Regions from separate parts of the Anser cygnoides genome. Here region 1 is linked to region 2. The links are chromatin contacts, called in public Hi-C maps. All regions are on one chromosome and are shown on one strand. Each heading gives the region's core, a stretch centred on a gene start, on an enhancer-like site or on the middle of the called end of the contact. The rest is flanking DNA. Distances are from core to core; before and after follow the strand shown.

Evidence for each region. A called contact is a pair of places that touch in the nucleus more often than the background predicts.
Region 1: a contact with region 2 is called in a Hi-C map of liver, with 8 times the contacts expected there. The contact joins two enhancer-like sites. A contact is called at or near these places in 2 of 7 Hi-C or Micro-C datasets (both in liver).

Annotation. Positions count from the first base shown.
Region 1 is chr14:19,805,027-19,810,465 of Taihu_goose_T2T_genome, forward strand. The region is part of intron 6 of HTR4 (5-hydroxytryptamine receptor 4); the gene reads right to left. Among named protein-coding and RNA genes, the nearest start is that of FBXO38, 58 kb to the left of the region's middle. Within about 2 kb of position 2,170, at least 1 of the 3 cell types and tissues checked has open chromatin away from gene starts, as enhancers often do. A contact at or near this core is called in liver, where this site is marked.
Region 2 is chr14:19,598,002-19,603,747 of Taihu_goose_T2T_genome, forward strand. It overlaps LOC106034424 (a long non-coding RNA gene), which reads left to right. Exons shown (of 3, transcript XR_001206056.3): 2 at 3,854-3,932. Among named protein-coding and RNA genes, the nearest start is that of ADRA1B, 45 kb to the left of the region's middle. Within about 2 kb of position 1,985, at least 2 of the 3 cell types and tissues checked have open chromatin away from gene starts, as enhancers often do. A contact at or near this core is called in liver, where this site is marked.

The sequences.
Region 1 (5,439 bases), core at 920-3,419, 210 kb after region 2:
CATGCATTGTTTTGGAGGCACAAACAAAACAGAGAGCAGAGAGTCATGCGTGCTAATGTTGACCTGGAAACCTGCCCTTCTCTATGTCTGAGTGTTCTCCAACCGAGAGCAAATGCACCCAATTAACCCAATTAAACTGGTGTGAGGGGAGGACCCTGGGCCCTTGGAGGTGCTGACAGCCAGCACGGTGAGAGCAGGGCACACTCAGCACAGAGGCCTGTGAGCCTCTTCCCAAGAGTCCCGTTGACTCTTAAGCTCACGGGGAGGTAAGATGACTTTAAAACTGCACCGAGCAAACGGCAGCAAAGTAAGGTTGAAACGACTAAAAGGGCCTCGGGAGCTTATTGCTGCCTCTCCCTTAGAAGTTATCGATGTGTAAAGACACAATAATGTGAAGAATTTGGGATGCGGAAGACACTGACTCAAGAGAGGGGCAGTAATGTGACCTTCTCACCCAAGTAACAGTCAGATATATGCTCAACAACATTTTCTTCCGTATTTTCTGCTGAAGGACATTACCTATAACCTGGCTCCTTGTCCATTCTCAAAAAGTAACAGTGTCTGGATTTGTCCTTGTCAGTAGCTCAGAAACAGCCCCACAGCTGACATTTTCATACTTCTCTTCTTGAACCCGCTTCCGTCCCTCATCTGTCCACTTTCCCCAGCTCCCTCAGCACCTCTCCAAAGCAGCCAGGCGCGACTTCCCCTCGGAACAGCCGGGAGCTACCCGCCTTGTCGGGGCAGGCGTTCGAAGCAGCTGGATCATCACAAAGCTCCCAGCTTTGTGCACAATCATACCAATCACATCAGGGAAACTCGGAATTTCTGGTGGCTCCAAATGGCCTCCAGTCGCCTCATGTACACCCAGAGAGCAATTCAGTTACCAGCACTGAAGCAATTCCAGCTGCCTGTGTTGTAGCAAAGTGTTTTTCTCACTGAGCTTTCCAACTTGGGAGTGATTGAAAACCACTAAGCGAGATCTCACAGTGACTAACAACAGTCTGAAAGCTACGACACTTGGTAATATATTGCTGCTTAACTCCTGTGGGAATTTCAGACTGTGTGGCTGCGAACAAGCCATGGAGACACAAAACCAGAATACTGATACGGAGACAGCAGCCAGATGATTCAGGAGGACGCATGGCTTAGGGAAAAAGCTGTTCTTAAAAAATGAGACTGTCAGGGCTGAGAAATAAAATATTTACAGAGACTATCTAGTCAGATAATGTATTATATAGGCATTAGGATTGCAATACTACAAGCTGAGAAAAAAAAAAATATGGGGACACCCAAGAAATAGCTGCAGATTTCTGCCTGGGACATGGGCATGCCCTGAGCACATGTGCTGCTAAAGGTGCTGCAAAAGGTGTGCCACAGATCAAATGGGGATTTCTGGATAGGGATTCCCCAGCTCCTGGGAAAAAATAAAAATAAAAAAATCTCAAGCTTCCTTTTGATTTATTTAGTTTGGCTGAGAACAGCTAAGCATCTTGCTTTCTTTTTATGGGAGTGATTCCATGGGATTTCTCTCCTGAAGTGAGAACTGATGACACCAATCACTTGAACTCTCTTCATTCTGAATAGGCCAAGAAACATTAATTTCTTCCAGCCCTTTCATACAGCTGGCATGCCTGGGGTGTAATAATTCTGTCACACGGATAAACTGTGCTGCTATCAGAGGAAAAGATCAGAGAAATTAAGAACAGGCTAATCTAGCTGCTGTCTCAGGGAGGGCTTGTAAAGGAAATTTTGTATGTGTTTTGGCAGCACTTTATCTGTGCTTCAAGTCTCCAGCTGCCAAAGTCTTAACTTCTAGCTGGTTTATAGATATGTATGTGTTTGGCCAAAAAATGGGTGTGTTCTGGGGCTAAACATAAGCTCCTCATTAAACAAACTTGGTTGGTGAGGCTGCTGTAGCAGTGCTACTGAACAGCGTGTTCCCGGTATGTGCCTTCATGACCTGAGCGTGTCACAGCTGCTTTGCCTAGCCAGTTTTGAACTGCTCAGTTTCATCTTCTCCAGCTGTAAATCATGTTGCTTAATTAATCCTCATTAAGTGTTGCGGGCATCTCTCAAGCACAGTAATCTCTTTATTTAATTAGAGTAGCATACCATATAATGTTCTCTGTTTGATGGGATGTTTTGCCCAATAGTTTAATCCAGCAACTGAAAGAATTAATTAGGTCTTAGAATATGTCTCTAAACGGGTGGCCAAGTAAACTGTGTGTTTATCACAAATGCCTGGACTCATCAGTCATCTCATCATAACCTATTGCTGGTATACACACAGAATCAGAAACACACTGCCTGGTTCTGTGGCTCTAAGATCTCTGTAGGTTCTTCTGAAGTAGAATTCAGGTTAATATTAAACAGAGATAATCTGGCTTTCATCAGCCAAAAGGTTTGGCCAGCGCCCAGATGGGTTTACAGATTTGCTCTTGTTCCATAAACATTTCCTGCGAGCTGCTTCCACCTGCACCCCCGTCCCCATGGGGTTATGTCCTAATCACCTCCCAGCACGGACCGACTGCCAGGAAACCTGGTACACAGTGAGCCCTCGTGTGAGCACACAGCCTCCACAGTGCCAGACCCCGGGCTTTGGGATGGGCTCACTGCAAACAGGACATTTCCTTCCCACCTCCTGCTTGGCAAGGCCATGCTGGTGCCTTCTCTTAGCAAAGCCCAAAGCCGATTGCTTCTCCCTCTTCCTTGCCGAGTCAGCAAAAAATGAGCACTGTGGGGTTTTCGTTTGTGCCTCCTTATTGTTGTGCCTCTGTCCCTTTGCTGCACTGGCTGTTATTGCTGCAGCCATACAAATGGAAAAGAGCCCAGTGGGAACTGCACTGGCCACCAGGGCGGGCGTACGGCTCCTGATGGCTGATTAAGATGAGCGCTTTCTCTCCACTCGTACAGACATACCACACACACAGGCAAACACGTTTTAAGGGAAAAGCACAACACTTCCTAAAGAAAAACATGCAAAGCCTGACTGATTTGCTATCAAAATTTCCATGAACTTTCTGCTGCTCCTCAAACCGAGCAGGGAGGTTTAGATGCAACAGCGATCTCTCCATGTGCAGGACACTTGGGTTTTGCTGGTTGGGAGCCAGGTGGGAACATGATGATCCTTGGAGACTCAAAAACAGGCGCTGAGGAGGGAATTACTCTAAAGCAGCACACGGCTTTCATTCATACTTCAGGAACCGACTTCATCCAAATGGGGAGAAAATCCAGCTGGCCCCAAGCCCTCACAAGCATAAATGCTGGTTTTCCAGTACATATGGCAGTACCATTCAAAGAGCTATGACAATGATACTGTTTATAGCTCTGAAAATGGCGCTGCCATCTGCACCACGGTGTGGCAGCTGCGATCCCAGGAAGCGGCTCAGCAGCAGGATCAGTCCCGGGCCCCGCTCTTCTATGTGCTCAGGTGTCCTGCTAAGGCACAGCGCAACCCCTGGGGCAGAAGTTGGGATAAATGAGAGCCGAGGTGCAATTCGGGTTGAGAAATCCCTGACATCTTAAAGAAAATCACCCTGGATGTTCCTGTGGTGGCTGTCTGGAGGGAAGAACAAGGAGGAGCTGTTTGTAAGAGGCCTTTCTCTCTCCTGATTCCGCCCAAGAATTGGCACATTTTCTTCCCTTCAGTTTTGATTAAAGTCAGGATGCAGCAGTGGAAACGTACCATGCTGCCTTCATGGATTAGCGTGGTTAGGGAACGCACGAGCGTGGTCCTGTGGCGCTCACAGGGCACGATGCACATGCTGCACCTACTGAGCAAATTACCAGACAGGCACTTTCCAATTAAGCCCAGCGTGCTGCTCGCAGTGAAGTGCTGATAATTATTTTTGCCCTTTCCAGCTGGAAGACAGCTCTTGGCTGGATATTTCCAATTGCTCCTTGAAAGCAGTCTTAAAAATTGAAAGATCTGAGCTTTGGAAAATCGTATGGGCCCTCATTTGTGCTGCTGAGACATCTTTCCAAAGCTGTTGTGAGCCTGCAACCATAACTGCCACCACAGATTATCGTCATTGCACTAATGCATCGTTAAAGTACGAAAAAAGACAAAAAAGAGCCGTTCCTTCTCCTTGGCAGTGGCATCCTACCTGCAGTCTCTGAGGGGGGTTAGGGGAAAAAGGTTGGGATACAAGTTGAAAATACTTTTTTTTGAAGGGTTTGGATCAAATGTGTTCCTACAACAGGCACAGACGGCTTTCTTCTCGGTGCATTTAAGCCTCAGAAAAGCCCAGCAGGATTGCAGATTACTTTCCTGCAGTCTCACTGAATGCCTCGTCAATAAGTGTGACAAAACCAAGCGGGGCATATAAACAAGGATGAAAAGAGAAGCAGAAGACCAACAAGCAGGTTTATCAACCCGGCTCTGTCTCTAGCCTGCATTAAATTGACCCAGAGCTGATATAACCTGCGGGTGTGATGGCGGCTTGGCCCAAAGACAGCTGACGTGCCATGGCCAGGAGAAGGCATGGAGAGGAGCCCCTGACGGGGACGTCTGCCACAAACCCTTTTTACCTTTGGCTTAACATGTCAGGGTGGCACCACTAACTCCGATTTCCAGAGCAAGGTTAATGCAAAGGCTATAATAGCATTCAGGGAGTCCATTTGTCTTGCAGAAACATAAAAAACTTTATTTTCTATTCACAGTATATCATAACAGGGGAGGGTCAGGCTGGGTGTTAGGGAAAGGTTCTGCACCCAGAAGGTGGTCGGGCATTGGGACAGGCTCCCCAGGGCAGTGGTCATGGCATCGAGCCTGCTGGAGTTCAAGTGTTTGGACAACGCTCTCAGACATATGGTCTGATTTTTGGATGGTCCTGTGTGGAGCCAGGAGTTGGATTCGATGATCCTTGTGGGTCCCTTCCAACTCAGGATATTCTATGATTCTATGATCCTATGATAAAGGGCTGTAAGGACAACGCTATCTCAGAGAAAACATCTGTATAGTTTGAGCATGGATTGCGTAAATGACAATTTGATTTTAAAGACTTGGCAATACTGTTAATTTACTGGGCACATGAAGGGAATATATATAAGCAGGGTCCTGTATTTTATGAAATTATCGTTCAGAAGCACACTACATCCTCCTTTTTTGACTACAAGGTTTTCTGAGGCCATGGCTCTCCTTTCGTCAATATTTCAGGAAATGTATGCTGTCAAAACTTCACGAAGAATTGTTTAAGGGACTAGGGCGTAAAACTACGTTTCTGTTGCTCTGGCTCTGGAGGCAATCAAAACACTGCAGTGCTGGTTCATTCTGCCAGGATGCTCTAGCTCTCTGCCCCCGGAGCACAGTCAGCCCTGAAGGCAGGCTGGGAGAGTTTCAGTAGAAAAAGCCATTTTGCTGAGGCTGAACTGGTTTTAGAAGAGCCATGTCCCATATCAAACTTCTCTGTTCCTCTCCCTGAGAATGCCATATTATCA
Region 2 (5,746 bases), core at 735-3,234:
AGTTCTCTAATGGTGGCTGGGAAGGGGTTGTTGAAGTCAGCTTGGTCTTTATGAAGCCCTAAAACTGCTTTGTTGAACGTGTCTTTTGCTGTAGTTACAGCAATTTGTAAAACTTGCAAATTGGAGCCTATGGTATATTTTCTAAGGAAAATCAGAAGTACCAATTTTTATTGGATTTATGACAAGTTAAAAAGTGTACGTGGGCTTTGAATTAAAAAGCGACAACAGAAAACTGGTATCGTGAAGACTCTGACTGTATTTATGCCTCAGTTGTCACTGTGCAGCTAAATGTTATGGAGAGTCAGAAATACGGTGTATAATTTGATATTTAGGAACTGCTTGTGCTAAACGTGCCTGTGTTCAGGTGGAGAGCCTCTTATTTACTGGCTGTTTCCAAAGGCCCTGATAAATACGGTTTTCCCAATTCCGTGCTCAAAGCACTGCCAGTGAACTTTCCCGCATAATCAAAGTGGTGACCTCCAGCACGTCTTTTACATGTTTCTAACCCACTTCAGAGTGCAGTTTCCTAGTTGGCTGTAGTATAGAAAATCCCATGACCTTGAATGGGACGCGTGATGCACTGAGGTACACCTTCTGTTCACTGGCAGTGTGAAGGGGCAGTAGGATGGATTCATGGTTCCTCTGTTTTTGAAGCTTTCTCCTTTCCTCTATCCTGCCTGGAGTCACAAACCTGTTTCTCTTAGATCCAGTGGGGTCACTAGGCAAGAGTAAGTTTGTTTTGTGCAATAGTAGCCTCACCTGAACTCAGGGCCTTGATCTAATAGAAATGTTCTGTATTTGACTATTGGGTGCTGGCACAAATTAAATCCCTGTCTAATTCTACCCATTTTCACTTCTTTAATTTCCCAACCACCCGTATACAACAATATTGACCAAAACACCCTCTTTGAATGTGCTGGCCAGCTTAGTGTGATTGCCAACACGCAGAGTCCACACTGTGCCACTGTGCCTAAGTTACAAACCAGCAATTCTCCTATCGGGAGCACAGAACAAACACAGGAAAATGATCAACAGGAGAGAAAAAGTAAAGAATAAATCAACTTTCATAAAGCCTATGCTTCCTGGCAAAGGCAGACTGCGAGAATGTTCCAGAGCACTGCCCTAAAACAACTGATGAGAGAGAGGGCACATTCTGAAGGCACAAAAGTTGCTGTGTGAACGCAAGCAGAATTACGCGTACACTGTCACCTTAATCTGGTTGTACCCTGAACTGTTGGCAAAGTTGCAGGGCAGGATACTTAAGTTTGACCACTTTCCATGAAAATGCCTTGTAAATTGAGCATTATGAAATATTTATTGTGGTTTTTATCAATTTGCACAGATCCCAAGGAAGCCTCTGTCACCTCATTATGGCCATTTCTAATAGCAAATATTTCAGAGAGCAGCTCCATTTCTTCTACCTCCTCCAGTCCCCCAGGAGCTCTTTTGTGGGTCACTGGTTGACATTGTTTTTTTTTTTTTGTTTGTTTGGTTTTTTTTGAATGTCACACAGAAAGTATGCCAGGCATGGGGTAAGAGAAATGGGTGTTTGTCACTGCTGAAGGATACATATCCCAAGCATCCTTCTGACGTATTTTTATAGATAACTGCATATGTTGCTCATTCAAAAGTTGTTTTCAGGATAAACCTGGAAACCAGGGAATGTTAATTCTTCTGAATTTAAACTGAAGCTCACTGAATCACAGTTAGGACAGCCTGTTGAGGGATGCTGCTATTTTTTTAAGCTGGTAAAAACAAAATAAACTATCCAATAAACAACTGCATGCTAGGAATTTCAAGATAGCTGATGATGTTTGTATCTTCATTACCCCTGGGATGACATCATTCAGTTAAATACAAAGCTGAGCTCATGAAAGGGAGCATAAGGAGTTTTCCATATCATCCTTTATTGTGTGCTCACATCTGGGTCAGCACTAAATTAAAAACAAGATCATCGTGTCATGGCTCTTGACAAAGGAAGCCTATTGTGCACATACTATTCTGGTTATCTAATGGAAAAGGGTTGGAGTTGATGGGTTGTTTTATTCCCCACAGCCCATACAGCTGTCTCAGGACTTCAATACCATCAGATACTACACCCAAAGGTTTGTCTTATTAATATACTCGATATGAATAATGATAGCATCATACTAAAAACAAATTAATACAATTTTGAAAAGCAGTAACCCTCATGCTTCGTGATATAAATTGTCTTGGGAAGAAGGTGGTTGTTCATTGTCAAATTTCTTGCACCTTTCTCTATAATAACATGAGAGTTTTATCAGCTCACATATTATTAAAAAATATTTTCAGAACTAAGCATTCTTCCTCACCGCTTCTTGGATTGCTCTGTCAGATAGTAAGTGTTATCTTGAAAGAAAAAACTAACTGAAGGTTTACAGTCCATGATTCATGCTCTACAGTGTGACAGAAAACTGAGATACAACTTGGCCAACGATTCCAGAACGAGTTGTGTAACTTTTGGCTCAAAGAAAATGTTTTTCCCTTCCTCACTTGCATAATAAATAAAAGATCAAGAAGTGAAGAAATGCAAATAATGTTATCGATGAGAGTAATGAGACCCCGAAACAGCTTCTGGGAGATCTGGTGTTTTCTTCGTCTTAGAGGGCTATTAATTACAGAGTGATGTCTGTCTATGGTACAGTCTTAAATTCAGCTGCAGTCTGTTGAGCTCTGTTCAGGAATTACTGGATGAGATATAATGACCTTGACTGGGCTGGGGTTTGAGTGTAGGATCTGAACAGTCTTTCCTATTTTTAACATTTCTGAAGCAATATGTGCCCAAAGGAGGTTTACATATTAACAGAATTACCACTGGAGATGTTTCTCAACCAGGGAGAGGTAACCCTTAAATGGAGGAATAAAGGTAATTGGCAGTGGAAGAGGGAGGCATCATAATGTTTTTCATTCTAAAGCAGAAAAATCTCACCCTCCTACATCCTCCCACCATATCTCTCAAGGTTAAGTATTTTCTGTAGCCCTCTGAAATGAAATGTGGCAGCTTCATCACTTTTATCAGTTGCATATAAGCTTATTATTTCTTTTCTAGTAAATATTTGGACACAGGGTCACCAGAAAACTTGACTTTGAAAAAGTTCAGTTAACAGAAGAGATACACAAATATTGCCCTAGAGGACAGCCCCCAAGAAAATAACAGGGACAGGAGCCAGAGTCTTTACATTCTTCCTGGCATGTTTGTTCACAGTCTTAATTTATTTAAACCTAATGGGATTCAGGAATGATTCCAGTACTTTTGTCTCAGTTATCTCAATCAGATAATCCTTCCACATACCTATAACCCCATTTGAAAGTGATTTTCTAATTAATTTTCTAAAATAAATGTACTTAATTTCCACACCATTTACTCCACATCCCTGTTGTCTAACCAAGTAAAAAATATAACTTGAGTTTAGATAATCTTGCCTCTCATTGTAAGTATTTCTTTTCCTGATCTTCTGAGGGAGGTTTTTTATTTGTCTTGTCTTCATAAATCTTCCCATTTGCTCTTCAGATTAACCTTGCTGGTTTTCAGCACAGGGGAGCATAAAATAACAACTCATCTGTTGTACCAGGAGCTGGAAGCACCTGCCAGTATAGAGATATTGCAGGGATCTGTCCCTTTGTTTAACATTAGCATTCAAGGACTAAGTAGACTGCATAATATGAAATGATTTGTATGCACAAGCAGAATAAGCTTTGCTTGGATTTTCTTCTGTTAAGCAGTTTTCTAATTTGCATATTAATATTACATTAATTAACAGAAGGTTACTGCCCACCAAACCTGTCATTAAGAGTTAAGTTTTCTCATCTGATAGACGTCTCCTTTTCCCAGGTCTCCTAGCACAGATACATCTGGAACACACAGCAATCTTCGGAAAGGCTGAATAAAGCTAGAGATGTTCATTACCAAGGTAAGGCACAGCTGTCAATTCAGCTTCTTACAGATGCTGCCAAGGTGTCCCAGCACTTGAGCTTCTCCCTGTCTATAATTCCACTACGGCACTGCTCCACTCTTTGAAAAGCATTGTATTTTCTCTGTTATTGAGCTGTGCGCACACGTGCAGCTCCATATAACTGGCATTTAAATTAGAACTGTTTGCCCTGGGAGGAAGGGGAATCTCCATCCTCCAAGACATTCACACCTTGAAGAGGCATAGCCCTGGGCAACACGTCCTGACTGTGAAGCCAGATCTAATGGTGAGGCTGGTCCTGCTTCAGGCTGGGGCAGGGTGGTGGGGATGGTGAGGCTGAACCAGAGATATACAGAGCAGCGATTTTCTAGCGGTGACACTCCTGTATTTGTTCTGGGCAGATGGATCTCACTGTTACGAAATGAACCGCCGTTGTTTGAAAAAGATGTATTTTCTTCTGGGTAGTCTTCTCTTTGAAACGCCTTATTTGTGTTCTGCAAGAAAGGCCTTTCCCAGCTTTTAGGGAGCCTGGATTCACTGCAAGCAATTCCATGTACTACTTTTTAGAAAGTATATTGTTGGCAGGAGATTCACAATAGCTTGTATTTACCAAATATCTGATGAACTCTGTATCTGAATGCCGAAGAGTTTTTCCCACTCTTTTCAACTTTGCACTTTCTGTGTTATTAGTTATGAGTAGACATAACATATTTACAGATGCTGTCTTCTAGGAAATTTGCAACAACAAACAGACCCCTGCTCTCCCCTGCCCTTGTCCTCAGATGCCTTAGTTCATATTAGAAATATTTCCTTTTCCCTGAAGCACATACGTTTTCCATCCACCGTTACAGCCAATGAACGAATTTCCCCCTCCCACTCTCAGAGTGGTTTTGAGTATTCGCGTTAAACAGATATAAAATGTTTTGGATAAAAGCAGAATATGTTCTGCTTTTCTTTAGATGCTCCAAATGTTTCTGCAGAAATTATGGATTAATCTGCATGCAGAGAAAGGCCAAAAATAATTTTTATGTTGGAATTAGTTGTGTATGCATGTGCATTTAATATAGAATATTATATTAAACAAACAGAGGCGCTTTACCTTAAAGTTGATGAAGGCAATATACGATCATTAAGGAAACAATTTTTTTATTTTTCATTACTTCTGAGAAGTCATTTTATTGCCAAAATTATTTCCACAACTTCTTAGATACTGCATTTTTCTTAATTTATGTTCTTAAAACTGTGATGCTTTAAATAATTTTTCTTCATTTAACATATTTTTTTTTAAATAATAATGATTCTGATCGATTATGATGCCTTTTTAATGTAAACATAAATACATCATCTAAGTCTAGCCATTTTCTAGCTATTTTCAGGAACATTTGCTGGTTAAGTAGTTAAAAATTGTTTTAAAGGACTCAGAAATGAAATAATTTTATGAATATGACAGGGACGTAGCTCATAAAACTGAGGAGTAATTAAGAGTATGGCACTGTACTTTGCTGATGTTACTGTCCCTGAAGCAACAAGAGTTGCTATGAAAAATGCTTTGGCCAGAGTCCCATCCACAATGGGATGACCAATATAAACATATACAATGTTTTTTTAAAGTATCACTATTTTTTCTACTTTTTTTTTTTTTTTTCTGCTGAAGTCTGAGGAATATTCTGAACTGAAATTCACATCTCTTAACTTTCCTATTCTGTAATTTCATGACGGGCAGTGCTGCTCTACACCTCGTTGGGTAAAAACGTCACCACTCGAAGTGTTAGCAGAAAACTTACTTTCATCTTCCAAGCTGTGAGTTGACGTAA